2 separate regions of the Anser cygnoides genome follow, and region 2 is linked to region 1. Evidence: chromatin contacts called from public Hi-C data. All regions are on one chromosome and are shown on one strand. The core of a region is the stretch at or near the end of the contact, and the rest is flanking DNA. Distances in the headings are between cores, read along the strand shown. Region 1 has its middle 7.1 kb from the start of FGFRL1. Region 2 overlaps FGFRL1 (fibroblast growth factor receptor like 1).

Region 1 (3,477 bases), core at 961-3,460:
TCCCCAATGGGCAAGCTGAGCTCTATTACGCATTGCCACAACTCATCTTTTAAGCTCTGACACTAGAATCTCTGCAGAAATGAGGCAAAGAGCTTGATTTTCAGCTTCCAGACTTACCAGCCTGCTTTCCCATGGGAGGGACTCTCACCTTGCAAGCGCAGGGGATTTCCTCTACAGCTGATGGGAAACAAATGTCCCAGAGTCATTCACAGTGTGCTTTACCTAATGCCATTGTGTGAAAAGGAGGATGCCAGCTCCGAAAAGTGACTCCACATATGCTTTACCCCACTCGGAGGTTTGCTGCTCATATATTCAGTTGATATTATTTTTTTTCCCCTATTAGCTCTGCAGGCCGGCACAGCAGAAGGATGGAGACAGACTGGGGCCCTCCTTGGATTACACAGGTGCGAACAGAACTGGGATCGGCCTCTGGGCTTGCCAGAAGTTTTTTTTCTTGCTGTGATTCTGGAGAGGCGAGTGCCTCCCTTCTCTGGAGGGGTGCAGAGCACCTGAGAACAGTACGGGATCGCTGTGAGCTTCACATCACAGCTTTTTGCTAGGGGTAGAAGAGCCTGTGGAGCAAGACGGATCAGTTGCCTTTACAGCTGGGCGGACTGATGCCATCGGGGAAGCATTCCCAAAGCGGGGATCTGCGTGCTGAGGCTGCCAGAAAGCGTCAGACCTTCCCAGCCCTTTCCAGCCCCAGGACGTGGTGCTGCTGGCCAGGGCGAGCTGCTGGCTGCTCCTGTAGGATCCCCCGTGCTAGCGAAATCCCACTGCTGCCTTCAGACACGCTCTCGACTTCGCTGGAGCAGCATCAAAGGCAAAAGGGAGGTGAAGCCGAGGACTTGACCCGCCAGCCCAGGCTGAACTGCAGGGCTGGCAGTGAGGAGAAAAAAAGGATTTCTGCTGCTAAACAGATTTGGGCTGGACTCGCTGAGGAATTACCGGGAGCTAACCCGGCTGTCCCCGCACTTCTCTGTGGAAGAGGTCTGCACGTGCACGGATCATCCAGTTTTGTGGGCTTCCCTTCCTCACAAGCATGCGTTCAGATTTTAGTGAGGGCATTATTTTCCCTTTGATTTAGCACCGCCAGGAGTTATTCTATTATACCCGGGCTTGTCTATTTACTCTTTAAAGCATGTTCCTTTTATTTACTCCTCCAGAGCTGCCTGTTTAATCCAATCTCTTTTCCACTGAATTACACCAGCACAATAACATGGGCAAACAGGTTCAGCCTGGGTCACGGGTGGCAGAGGAAGGGGCTATATTCTTGCCAGATAATAACTCTAGCATTAAGGGAAAAAAAAAAAAAAGGAATTTACTGTGAATGGTGAGTTTTATAGATAAATAGGGAGCTGCTGTTACTAATGCATACTTGCACTGTTTTTGCAGCACCACTGCCCCCACCCAAAAAAACAAGCAAATGACCTGAAAATGAGGGTGGGGTTGAGCTCATTTTTGCAGGAAGCCTTAGGTTTGACAAAACCCCTGGTACATGGGCAGTGCCCAGGCGTTCTTACGTGGGACCTCTGGGACAAGGCAGGCCCCAAACTCACACCCTCACCTCACATTTTGACACCAAACCCTATGAGTGCCTTTCATTTCTCTCTTAGACCCCACCATTGTGCACACTGTGGATAAAAGCCTGTTTTAAATAAAATAAAAGATGGGGAGCAGGCTCGCACGTCCGTGGCAGTTTGGTGAGATGAGCAGGGCAGGTGCTGCACCGTGCATTGCTGGCATCTTCCTCAAGACCTTGGGGCCGCCCTGGTACACACTCATGGCACATTTCTGCTCTTTTGGGATTGCATTTCACTGCATGCTGGAAGCAGCAGCTTTTTTTTTTTTTTTTTTTTGTTCTTCATTATTAACTATACATCCTAATTGCTCTCTTAATAAAAAAAAAAAAGACACTTGCACTTTGCAGGGACACGAGCAGGTAAGTTCTCCAGCCTGTGGAGATTAAATCCTTATTTATTTCCCTGACAAATGGTTTACTCTCCAGCCATTTCTCCGGCAGGATACGTTGTCACCTTCTTGCTGCCCTGTGTGCATCTGCTGCTCACCAGGACACCAGCCAGCTCCACTCTGCTCCTGTTATTTTGGAAACCCAGAGCCGCGAGTTTCGTAAAGGCTGGGTTAAGTAAGCAACAGATTTATCTTTGTCTAAAGATAAAAGTGTTTGGCAGCAAATGCTGGCAGCTCCTTACATATTTCCAGGGCTCCTTAGTGTGCTCTCTGCTCTTCCCTTCACGTGGGGATGGCGGTGGGGGCGGCTGGCCAACTGAAGGGGTTGTCTCCCAGCCCCAGGGTTAATATTTAACCCTGCCTGTGCCTGGGGAGGGCAGGATGGAGGCTCTGCCTTGTTGTCTTGCAGCTTGTCACACCGCTGCGGATTTTGCAGCTGTCTTCTTCAGGCTGTGGGCAAGCGGGCGGCGCTCCCCGGGTCCATCAGGATTTGTCCTCCTGTGGATCTCCACCTGTGAATCTCCACCCCAGCACTGCCGGACGAAGCAATGAGCACAGCACCAAGACAAGGTGAATGTCTGAGCAGCCGAAGGTCCAAGAGGTCCCCTGTGAGCTCCTGGGAACCCCTCTGGAGCTGCCCTCCTCGTTGTGGTCCCCAAGCCCTGTGCCCACGGGGACCCCTCTCAGAGCCAGCAGATCCCCCAGCACGGGGAACACCGGGGCTGAGCCGTCACGGTGTGCTGGCTGGGTCTTCAGGAGGAACATCCTAGGGTGAAGGCGCTGAGGGACGGATGGGGGGGGATGGGGACTGATGCACCTTCCCTGCAAACCCTGTTGCTGTGCCAGAGCAGCCCGGTCTGCCCCTGGGGGAATCAGAGAGTTTCTCAACAAACTGTGAGCAAAAGCAAGCTCCTGCCACCCGATTCTTAGCCAGCATCCCAGGCCAGCTTCTGCTATTATTTTTATTTGCATACATAAAAAGAGAGAAAAAAAAATAATAAAGATTTCCTGGGAGGATTGTTTCCGTATGGCTTTACGCATAAGAGTAAACAAGGCATAGCTGTTGACTATATAGTTAACATATTTCTGGTGGTGCTCCCATCCAGAAAATGCAGCTGCATTATATTCCTGATAAAGTGGAACTAATGTTCAGCTTCAGCAAGAATGTTAATATATGAAAGACATTTCAAACAACACTGATTGAAGCAAAGTGTCCATTCCTCTGCTAAGGCTTTATTTTTTTTGCAAAGAATGGGAAAAAAAATAATACAATGCTTTACCTGGAAATCATCAGATTTCTGATCCCAGTTACACCTGTATGAATCTGAAATATATTTATTGATTTTGTTGGATTTCTCTGCACACTCCTGCCACTGAGAGCAGGGGCTGTGCTGTCACTTGCAGCCCGCTTTGCTACAGGTTATTTTTCCCAATAATTTGGGGTTTCTCCTCATTGCGGAGACATGGCCAGAAAGGGGCAGCCTGAGCTCGTACCACCTAACCTCA
Region 2 (3,569 bases), core at 1,030-3,529, 180 kb after region 1:
CTGCTGCCCCCGTGCACCGGCCGCAGCCCCGGGACAGGATCTGCGTCTCCCAGGTCCCTGACAAAGACTGCATCTCCTCCATAAACTATGAGGAATACGTCGCCCAGCAGCAGCATTTACTGTCCCAAGGGCCTGCGCTCGCCCCAGCCATGGCATCCAAAATGTACCCAAAGATTTACACGGACATCCACACCCACACTCACTCGCACGTGGAAGGCAAAGTCCATCAGCACCAGCACATTCAGTACCAGTGCTAAGAGGGTGGCCGTGTACAGTAGCTCGTTTGGGCTTTTCCCCCTGGTACCTCAGAAGAGACTGCTCTGAGTCAGCTCACACTGCCAGCAATAGGCAAAGCAGACAGAAAAGATTATATATATAATTTTAAATATATATATACATATATATATAATTGTATATGCGTGTGTGTATGTGTGTATATATATATGTGTATATATCTATATCTATCTATATAAATATATATATAATAGAGAAAGACAGAGAGAGAAAAGAGATTTTTTTTTATTATTGCAATCAGGATGTAGCCAAGGAATAATGAAGGAACTCCAAATCTCAGCAGCTAGGCAGCCATCCCCAACAGTGGAGCCTTCCTGGATTTTTTAATCAAGGTGGTGGCAAGTAAGGCAGGATGCAGGGATATGAACCACCACCTCCTTCCTCATGTAGCTAAAAGGAGCAAGAAAAGGCGACCATGGTGCTTTTCCAGGTGGGCAGCCCTGTTCCCCTGGCACATCACTTGTTTTGGTGGGAAGCCCCCAGACCTGTCCCACTCAGGAGCACAAGGGAAAGCCTTTTCCCTCCGAGTGACTCGAGCGCTAAAGTACCTGAGGTTTAGTGCCAAAGCATGAGGAGACATGACCAACTCACCTCTTCCAGGGGAAAAAAATAACACAAGAGGGTCTGGAAAAGCTAATTTCTGTTCACAACGTGAAAAGTCGAATGTTTCTCAAACACAGTCGTTTTGTCTGCAATGCTGACCGAGCTGCTTGGTTTGATTTCTGCAAGTCACGTTTCTCATGGAGGGTTCTGCTGAGCAAACCTCACTGCCCCGGTCCTAGGACTCAGTGCCACTGCCAGAAAAAAGGAAGGAAGGAAGGAAAGAAAGAGGAACATTGTACAGAACACCTTTATATTTATATTTAAGAAATAATAATAATTAATAATAATAATAATTGAACTGCTGATGGCGAAGAAAGCAAAACACACTGTCCTTCTCTGATGGCTTACAGTGACAAGCTACTGGATTTTCTACATCAATGCAAAATACGTATAAACATGAGAAAAAGGAGAAAGAAAAAAAAGAGAATGAAATAATAATCTTGTAGGAAAAATTGCATTTGAGAAATATTCACCTAGGTTGTGTGTGGTTGCCCCCTCCCCACAGATAACAGTCTGGAAATGATACAACTACATTTCAGTTCAAACTACAGTAAAAACAGAAAGAAAAGAGAGTAAATAAGGACCGTATTAAATACCTATATGGACTGGAAATGAATCCAATTACAAATATAAAACCTTTGTAATTCTATATAGAGTTTAAACAAAGTCATGTATATTTAATTTATTTTGTTAAACAAGAAAAAAAATGTATGATATTTTCCTCAAAACAGGCATTTCTATACATATTTTTGATCAAAGAAAATAAAGATTTTTTTTTTCAGGTTCTATAGATGCCATGCTCAGAAAACACTCAATGTAGCATGTAACCAACCATATTTCTCCTAACTTGGAGGTCATCTATCTGTATGCTTACTCACACCAGCCACATGTACTTTCCTAGCATCATCTCAGGTACTGCCAGTGCCACCATTTCCATTAGAAATTTGCATTTTCCATCATTTAAATGCTGATTGTGAGGGTGTGTAGTGGCCTGATCGCTTCCCATGGACCCCTTGTCATCTCCACTAGCAAAGGTCTCTGCACACAGGGAAATCTGTTTCACTATGCTTTTTTAAAAAAAATGAATCTTTTTTTTTTTTCGGGGCAGGGTGTGTTGGGGGGGGGGTGGAGAGAGGTTACATTTGTTTTTTTTTTAACCACAAACCTGCAGGGTTTTTTCTTTTCAAAAGAAAATTTTGTAAATCAAACATCGTAATTTGTGAGCCTGTAAAATGAGCTTCAGCCTCAGGGTGCCTGGGAGGGGAAAACATGCCACGGGGGTGAAACCCTTCATTTGTAAATGCTGCTGTTAGGCTAGAGGAACCAGCGAGGGTGAGCTGGGTGCAGCAAGGGGAGCGTGCGGGCAGCTGCTCCCCTCAAGAAGGAAGGTGCAAACCTTTCTGCTGCAAGTGGAGAGAGGCATCTAACCCTGTAGTGGCCACAATCTTCTTTAGACAAGGCAGGTTCAGTAACGCAGCAACTGTTTGCTGTTCAGTTTTGTTTCACAGGGAAGAAAAAAAAGAGACGTGCCAATTTTTAAGTTTGAAATTACTTCCTTCTCAGGCCTGTTCTGCAAAAGAGAAATCTTCAGCAAACCAGCTGCTCCAATTTAAAGTGAAACACTTCATTTAACCTGAAACAAAACAGTGCTTTAGGCTTTTCTTTTTCTCTGAATGTTTCCAAAATTATTTGCTCTGGGTTGACCTGCAGTGATTTTTCTGCCGGTTTGTTTGGATCATCAGCAAACCAAACAGCTCCCTGTTTGCTCAGCCGTAGCACTGTGAGGTGGGGCCCTCATTCAGCAAAGCACATACGCTCCCGTTCTCCTTCACCAACACGTGCTGCTCCAAAAAAGTTCCCTTTTTGCCTTAGCCACCTAGGTCAGTGGCCTTGTCCCTGCCCACTGATAGCAAGATGGTCTTTCTGTAGAGATTATAACTACACAACCTATATATATATACATATGTGTATATATATTGGAAGCAGGAGGGTTCAGTTAAACTTTGTTAACACAAATTTTTGAAGCATCTAAAAAAGTTCAGCTCCTGGGTGTCTGCATACATTCCCCCAGCTTCAGGGAGGCTTAAATATGAGCGCTGAGGGCTCTGCTTGGATCTAAGGCATGATGTAGGCAGCATTCTTAATGGCTATATTTTATGGAGTCATTTCATGGAAAAAGCCAAAAAGCCTTTATACAGTAATTGTGTCACCTTATTCTAAGAAGGCAGCACGTGGCTATTTCCATGAGAGATTAAGGGCTACATCTCATAACTCACGCCTATGGGAAGCTACTTCTTGCACTGTGGTAGGCACCAAGCTACTGCACGTCTCAGCAGTGTTAGGAGCCTGGCAGATGACAGGATTCATCTGGAAGCCCATGGTCTTTTCTCAGCTATCTGCATCTGTGCTGCAGCCAGGGGACACGGGGCTCATGCTGTGATAGCAGTACCGAGACCAGCTTCAAAGGAGGAGGTGCATAATTGGTTTTATATGCTTCAGCTCTATGCAAACCCTAAGAGATGGTCTTACGACCCTTTTTTCAAATGGCAGCTATATCACTGACCCTCAGAGAGAGAGTGAGTGGGCTAAAAGAAACAGTCCTGCATTTCCCACATAGAGCTTCCACACTGAGCATTACGCTCTCCACTGGTGCCTTCTGCCCCGTAATCCTG

What was found. Hi-C and Micro-C count contacts between places; a contact is called where the count stands out from the background.
Region 2: a Hi-C map of liver shows a contact between it and region 1, with 2.0 times the contacts expected there. The contact joins two enhancer-like sites. A contact is called at or near these places in 2 of 7 Hi-C or Micro-C datasets (both in liver).

The regions. Positions count from the first base shown.
Region 1 is chr4:6,570,146-6,573,622 of Taihu_goose_T2T_genome, forward strand. No RefSeq gene overlaps it. Among named protein-coding and RNA genes, the nearest start is that of FGFRL1, 7.1 kb to the right of the region's middle. Within about 2 kb of position 2,211, at least 3 of the 3 cell types and tissues checked have open chromatin away from gene starts, as enhancers often do. A contact at or near this core is called in liver, where this site is marked.
Region 2 is chr4:6,747,347-6,750,915 of Taihu_goose_T2T_genome, forward strand. FGFRL1 (fibroblast growth factor receptor like 1) reads left to right here. Exons shown (of 7, transcript XM_048048078.2): 7 at 1-3,569. The coding sequence ends at 257. Among named protein-coding and RNA genes, the nearest start is that of RNF212, 160 kb to the right of the region's middle. Within about 2 kb of position 2,280, at least 2 of the 3 cell types and tissues checked have open chromatin away from gene starts, as enhancers often do. A contact at or near this core is called in liver, where this site is marked.